Linked DNA regions of Triticum aestivum: region 2 is linked to region 1. Evidence: chromatin contacts called from public Hi-C data. All regions are on one chromosome and are shown on one strand. Each heading gives the region's core, a stretch centred on a gene start, on an enhancer-like site or on the middle of the called end of the contact. The rest is flanking DNA. Distances are from core to core; before and after follow the strand shown. Region 1 holds the start of LOC123122942 (7-methyl-GTP pyrophosphatase). Region 2 holds the start of LOC123122963 (protein NEOXANTHIN-DEFICIENT 1).

Region 1 (3,875 bases), core at 567-3,066:
GAACTATGGGTAACTTAGGTGCATTTAACTGTTGGAAAAAGCATAGCCATTTGAAAATACGGGAGTCCTTTGTGAAGAAAAATTGCTCAGTGATGGTCATGTTGATTTTGTGTTCTTGTTAGAAGAGGGCCCCGTGAAAGGGCTCATTGCCGCATCAGTCAGGTCGGCAGCCTAGACGGCATGGTGGCGGACAAGTGTCAGCACCACGGTGGGGGTACAACCCACGTCAAGGCGGTAGTCTGCCCGGTGATAGCGGTATGTGTGAGATCAGCTGAGCCGGGTGCAAGCTCCATTGCACCGCGCGAGCCAGCAGCGCCGTCGCCATGTTCCGGCTCGACAAGCACAGGAGCTCAGAGGAGGCCGTCGTGGAGCTGTTGTCACCTCGGCAGACAACAAAGCCCACGCAGAATGACAATGGCGAGGCGACCTGGTAGTGTGGAGGAGCAGGACCATGGGGAGGTCTCGATTTTAAGTAGTGGATGGAGATCTTGGTTGCTAGCATACACAAGGTTTAAAGGATCGATTAATAAAATAAGTATTTGAGTACTATGTATTTTTTCTAGGAAATTGACACTTCGGCTTATCAATCCAGTACTATTTTCTTCATCTTACTAGCTTGAGATTGTTTCAAAGGAAGTATTGACTATCTAAATGGCTAAGAAGTCATGTGATCATAATACATTACTACTTTCTTCATGTTATATGCTTACATGGGAGAATGAATTGGTTAAAGAGGACAACAAATACCATTTTAATTTGAAGTGGTACAGTCTTGCGGAAAAACTTTTTAACAGAACTTTGAGATTTACATGTATCCGACTTATGCACATAATGGCCACACACTATGGAGGAACTTTTTAATTGATGAAATGACGTATGACAGGAACTCCTGGTGATTTATGATTCATGTAAGCCTTAGGAATATTTTAGCCGCATCATAGGAAAAATAATTTGAAAGAGAGAGTTGTGGTGAATTCAGCTATCATGATGTTAACTTGCTTCCTTTAATTGAAACTTGGCTATCATGGTGTTTACTGTCCTTCGTTCGTGCTTGCTTTGACATTGCTATGCAAAATTGATGCTTATGTATCTTAATGTGGATCATGTTTGTAAGATCAAGTGTATTGTCTGGTGACCTCGAAACACCATGGCTTTTATGGTACTCTTGTTGCATTGAAAATTGTTGACTCTAGTAGCAACGCACAGGCAATTACCTAGTAGAAAAACTGGGGAAAGATTCTACCTTGGCCTCCGCAAGAAGCATGACTAGCTCATCCGGATCCTCCCTTCTTATGCTCCTCTCGTCGATGTCCGCGGTCTGAAACCAAGAAACCCAATCCACTCAAGGAATAGCTTCAATTCTTTCTAAAGGAAACTATAACTGACAGCCCAACCCACCATGACTTGGAACTCGAACCCCATCTCGTTGAGGATGTTCTTCCTGGCCACTGACGAAGACCCCAGGATCAACTGCGACAAATTCACTCAACACATGTCACGCACTGAGACTAGCGGTGAGCCAAACGAAGGGGCTTGTTAACCGTGAGGCGAACCTTGAATGGCTGGGGGTTCGCGGTGGGGGAGGAGGATGTGGTCATTGGGGTCACGCCGGAGAGAAGGCGGGCTTCAGAGTGGCGGCGCGGAGGGGAGAGGAGGCGCTGCGGGTGGGTTCCGAGAAGATGCGGCGGCCGCTGTTGAGGACGGGGTGCGGCGGTCGCATATGGCGCCACCGGGCATAGGAGATTGCAGGGACGGTGGGAAGATTGCATTTTTCCTCCAGTCAGTAATAAATTCAACGTGGAAGAAAGAAATTTTGTACGCGACATTTTGCATCTGTCGCATATGTAAGAAGTCCTATATATAGTAATCCCTCCGTCCGGAATTTCTTGTCACGGAAATAGATGTATCTAGACGTAGTTTAGTTATAAATACATCCACTTTTATTCATTTTCGCCACATGTAATTTGGGAGTATGACCTAAAACTGGGTATGTCTCTAAAATGAGCCAAAACATCCCCTACTCAGATTAGAGCATCTCTGGCCGAATGCATAAATTTTCGTCCCTTATACGCATTCTCAAATTTCAAGCGGTTCCTCTCCGACTCCTAAAAGCATCTTTAATAGAAGCACCGGCGAGGAAGAAGGCTTCCACAGTCAAACCACGTGGTGGCGGCTCGAAGCGGCCGCTGCACGACCCTGTCGTGGCTTCATCCCGGCCGGAGAAGACGAAGGCGGCCGCGGCTGCTGATGTTTCTTCGTTGTCATCGTCGTCTGCGGCTGTGTGTTGTTGTTGCTGCTGGCGCACCTCCTCCCCTTCCCCCCTGTCCCGTCGCCGACGTGGTGGCATCGTCTCCAACTTTTTTGATGAAATGCCGCAAAGGTATTAAATATTCTTCTTCTTCTTCATTGTTCTTTTGTCGTATTGATATCAATAGAATGTGAGATTGTGTGTGCATGCATTTGTAATCTTGATGATGATACATTTATGCACTTGACAAATGTTGTGAATGAAGATTTTGTTTTTCAAGTTTTTTCATCCCAAAAATATGATATGCCATATGATGATGAGAATCTTGACAGACGAGATGTATGGCTTGGAAGCGAGTCTCTCTTGATGCCTCCGTCGGAATTGACTAATTGGCTAGCACATGTTAAAAGCGCATCAAAGAATTATTGATGAACGGAACACAAGTGGCCATTATCGACCATTGGATTCTATTCGGCATCGACGGTCCACTATAAACGTCGAATGTCAAAAATGTGGGGGTTGCTTGGTCAATGCCGATCGCATGAACCCAAGTGGTTGCAATGAAACGGACATGGTAATTGCTTGCTACATTCAAATGCTTTCTCTAAGTATGCATATGTTCCTAATTAACCGAGTTTCTTTATTGTTTATGTAGCTCATGCTTGCTCAAGGTTTCTTCCAAGAAAGAGCGAAGAACGGGAATAAGAATAAGAATAAAAGAAAATCGTTCACTTTCCAACTTTCTTACGAAGAGCTCGAGCATGAGGAGAAGTGGAAGGATCATGAAGCTTTTGAAGTTCCTAGGAGGAAGAGCTTGGTTGTTGATCGTGATGATGACGGTGTTGGTGGTGAGGAGGGGAGGATGAGCCCCACTCCTCACTCGATTCCTCCTCCCCCTCCTCACTCGGTTGCCAAGCATATAGGCCCGATGGAAGGAGAAAAGGGGGTCAAAGGCTGGAGACAATGATCTTAAAGAAGGATTTGAAGCCATTGTCATTGCGAGAAAAGAGTATGCTGAATAAAAAAGAGTCTTGAAATTGAAAGAAATGGAGGAGATGGCGAGCGACTGCTACTTCTCGAGCATGCGTTGGTTTTTTCTTTGAAGAGGAAAGGGTGATACAACAAAGTAGAGATAAGTATTTCCCTCAGCTTGAGAACCAAAGTATCAATTCAGTAGGAGACAACACACAAATAACTGAATACCTGCACAAACAATCGAACAAACTTGCACCCAACACGATAAAGGGGTTGTCAATTCCTTCACGGTTACTTGCAAGAGTGAGATCTAATAGAGATAGATAAACGATATAGTAAATATTTTTGGTATTTTTGGTTTATAGATCGGAAAGTAAAAGATTACAAGAATAGTAGATCGGAAACTAAGATTGTAGATCGGAAACTTATATGATGGAAAATAGACCCATGGGCCATAGGTTTCACTAGAGGCTTCTCTCAAGATAGAAAATAATACGGTGGGTGAACAAATTACTGCCGAGCAATTGATAGAAAAACGCAAAGTTATGACGATATCTAAGGCAATGATCATGAATATAGGCATCACGTTCGTGTCAAGTAGACCGAAACGACTCTGCATCTACTACTATTACTCCACACGTCGACCGCTATC
Region 2 (3,875 bases), core at 928-3,427, 840 kb before region 1:
TCTGAACCATGGTCTGACATATGAGATTCAGGTGCTCGAGTATCTAACTTCCTTCTTCTTCGGGTGCGGAGCAACAACTTTCGGCGCATCGACGTGCATCCGCAGGGAGCTGAACTCCAGAGCCAAGATGGGCCTGGATAGCAAGACCAGGAGGCTTTGCCTTTGCGCGTCTGAATCGGATCCGGTGCTGCTGTTCCTGCCGTCAGAACACTCCTCTGGTTCAGCGGTTTTAGGGCTCCAGATCTTAGCTGGGCTCACCGGCCGCACCCTATGCAAGAGAACACACACACACACACACACACACACACACACACACACACACACACATGGTTAGAAAGGCACATAAAAGAGCAATGTGCATCTGAGGGCATATGCTAAGAATTTAGGAGTGCAACCACCTGCACTCTACTTTGCAGGAGTACTTGAGAAGCTCAGGATGGTCCTCTGTCTGGCCGCTGAAATCCACAGCACAAGTTCAGTTCAGGTTTTGTTTTGAGCCATGGAAGGAACCACTGTGGATTTAAAAAACCAACCTGAAGCTTGGGAGTGACATTTTGATTGCCGGACCCATCCACTTGTTGCGTTTATGTGATCCTCTTGACGCTTCTGCATAATTAGTGAGTGAAACATGGCACTGAATTAAAAAGGTGAAGTTCCAAAAAGAAAACCCAGAGATTTTAAAGTTGAAATTCTTAAGACATGTTGTACGATAAGGCTTGTAACTTGACCTTGTAAGATGCATTCCAGTAAAGTAGTCATTCAGACTTCAAAATCATTCCAGTAAAAAGAGGAGTAGATCATAAGAGTTGATGCATTTAACATAGAACAAGTTATAAATTACCGTTCAGCGGCAGGCTGATGTTGCACAAATGCCTTGATGACGATCCCGAGGCCTCCTTGATCTCGACCCTGCGGTAATTCTCTTGCTTGGAGAAGCCTGAACCCATTCCGAGAATGTTGAGGAAGTTGTTTGGTTTATTTCTGAGCACAGAAGCTTCGGTCTATCCTCCATGTGAGCAAAGTTCATGTTACAAATCTCTTAAACATTTGTAAAAGCTAATGGTAATTAAAAGTGCTATGTGTACCTGTGAGAATGCCGCGACATGGCTTGGAAGCCCTACTTCCTGCATTAGCGACAGTGACATTGATTAGGAAAATAGTACCAGCAGAGAAGAATTGGCCTGAACCGGGAAGGAATCATAGATGGACACTGTTGGCAGTTTGGCACCTTGCGTCCATGCCGGCAGGCTTCAGCGCTGTTTACTAGCACCCGGGCAGCCCAACTGTTACACAGGTTCGGACAGCAAATCAGCAGAGCGCACAACTACGACCGCTTTCTTTCTTAATGAAAAGAAAAACTGAAGAGGATAGATGGCATCACTGATTAAGCAAGTTATCTTAGGCATCGCTCGGGTAAGTCAGAGGGTTAGTCCAAATGGATTACAGATAGGCAGCACGGTTGTCCATGCCAGAGGGAGCAAGCACAGCGAGCGGATGAGATAATTAATGGTTGCTGGTTTAACACAAGTGGAGCTCAAGCACAGTGAACTGATCAAGTGGGCGTTGTTTACAATGAAGTGAAAGGCTCCAGATTGATATCTGCCTGTTTTGTAATGCAAGTTGTGCCAGTTGATCGATTCTATTCGCATTCCCCAAGCAGGCAATCACTCACTAGTGGAATTAGAAGCGATTAAACTAGGACAAAAGAAGAAGAAGAGCAACTCACGCGCAAGAAGTCGGCGGGTTCCACACAATGCCGGCGATCACCACGAGCTGCCAAGCAAAGCTCGTCAGAAAAACGTACGGGAAAACGGGGCAGCAGGGAGGGGATGAAGATGATGATGACCTCGTCGAACTGTCCGGCGGGGCTGTCGTGGTAGCGCGCCAGGAACATGCCGCCGAGCGTGTAGCCGAAGGCCTCCACCAGGCGCAGCTCCTTGGGCACGAACGCCCGCGCCGTCGCCGCCTTCACCAAATGCAGCTGGTACAATGCGCTGCAACGCACACGCACACCAAAAGAGTCAGTCGCCCGCGCCCCGCCGCACGCCGCCGCCCTGGCCATCCATGGTGAGCGGGAGAGAAAAGAAGAGGAGGCACTTGCCTGCCCTTGAACACCCATGGCGGCCCGTGCCGGTACCCGGCGGCGGGCTTGCCGTCCTCGGCCTCCATGGATGGATGCAGCGGCGGCCGTGCGAGAACGAGAAGCCAGGCACTGACCAGTGGTTTGATCAAGCGGCTGAAGAAGAGCTGGGCAAGGGAGGGGACCAGCGGAGCAAAGCAGCTTGGGTTTTCTATGCGAGGAAGGAAGCGAGGAGGAAGGAAGCTGGCGATGAATGATGTTTTAGTAATGAAGTGATGCTTGGGATGCTGCGGGTGCAGGGGATCTCGAGCCTTATCCGGTGTACAGAGGGCGCTGGTTTAGAGGCTGGGGGGCGATGGTGATGTCATCATCACTTCACCGTGGAGATCCATGGAAGGGCCCCATCGACTGACTGAGCGCCTGATTGATACCGGAGGTGTGTGTGGCTGGCGGCCGTTTGCTGCTGCGGTTTCCGTGGCTCGAGTGAGAGTGACAGTGACATGGGGAAAGGGACGGCACTGTGTTTCTTGTGTGGCTGCTTGGTTGGGATGGTAAACTGCGTCACGCGTGCAGGTGCAGGTGCAGGTGCAAGTCACCGGCACCGGCTAGGGGGATGCACCGGCCGGCGACGAGCATTTGACAAGAATATTGATTGATTTCTCTGCGGATAACCATGATCCATGTGCAGTAGATTTTCAGAGGATGCCTCACAAATTGCTTCACATGATACCGGGGGTGTTTGGTCATTTGCCCGATATTTGTTGGGCGCTTAATCGTTTGCCCCCACATTACTTTGTTTTCTCAATAAACAGAGAAATGGCATGGATACCACTGTGGCATTTTTGCAAAAAATAATAATAATCTAATCTTCTATTAACCTTGCTCGACCCAACCCGAGTACCCGACGAGCTTGATCTATTTCGTCCTCGCTCGTTCGTTCCTGCTCCTTTTTTCCTAGAAAGAAGGTTGTCGTCCTGCTTTATATTAATAAAGCCCTTACAACAAACGATACAACACAACACCACACAATAAAGAGAAAAGGAGAAGAAGAAAAAAACACAGGCAAGATACAAGGGTGCTCAGGAGCAACAACAAAGCTCAGACACAGAAGCAATGAGGCATTGGAGCCCCAACCATGATCAGAGGACCGGAGGAAGAAGGAGGCTAGCTCGAGAAGGATATCAGCCGTCAACAGAGGTCGTGCATCGCCATCGTTTGGGCAACTCGCACAACAACACCATTGTAACGCCCTCGATGCGGCTATAGCTCCCACGTGTCGAGGCACGACTTAGAGGCATAACCGCATTGAAAGCAATGTCGCAAGTCAGGCAATCATTACAACATCCCATGTAATATATAATAAAAGGGGGAGATAACATAGTTGGCTTACACTCGCCACGTCACATCAGAGTACATAAATAACATCCATCAAACAAATCACTCATGGCCCGACTGCGGTGCCAAAATAGAAAAGACCCCCAACATGCGACAAGGTCCTGAATCGATAACCCCAACTAGGCACCATGTGACGCCCCCGATTCAATCGTACACTAATCATACACGCAAATGTGTACGATCAAGATCAGGGACTCACGGGAAGATATCACAACACAACTCTACAAATAAATAAGTCATACAAGCTTCATAATACAAGCCAGGGGCCTCGAGGGCTCGAATACAAATGCTCGATCATAGACGAGTCAGCGGAAGCAACAATATCTGAGTACAGACATAAGTTAAACAAGTTTGCCTTAAGAAGGCTAACACAAACTGGGGTACAGATCGAAAGAGGCGC

Evidence for each region. Hi-C and Micro-C count contacts between places; a contact is called where the count stands out from the background.
Region 2: a contact with region 1 is called in a Hi-C map of leaf, with 9 times the contacts expected there. The contact joins the promoter of LOC123122963 here to the promoter of LOC123122942 in region 1. A contact is called at or near these places in 2 of 5 Hi-C or Micro-C datasets (both in leaf).

What each region holds. Positions count from the first base shown.
Region 1 is chr1B:341,111,172-341,115,046 of IWGSC CS RefSeq v2.1, reverse strand. It overlaps LOC123122942 (7-methyl-GTP pyrophosphatase), which reads right to left and starts at 1,816. Exons shown (of 11, transcript XR_006460436.1): 1 at 1,554-1,816; 2 at 1,399-1,470; 3 at 1,244-1,318.
Region 2 is chr1B:341,953,007-341,956,881 of IWGSC CS RefSeq v2.1, reverse strand. It overlaps LOC123122963 (protein NEOXANTHIN-DEFICIENT 1), which reads right to left and starts at 2,177. Exons shown (of 9, transcript XM_044543351.1): 1 at 2,102-2,177; 2 at 1,847-1,994; 3 at 1,727-1,773; 4 at 1,229-1,283; 5 at 1,086-1,124; 6 at 842-1,001; 7 at 534-606; 8 at 399-455; 9 at 1-268. The coding sequence starts at 2,169. The coding sequence ends at 28.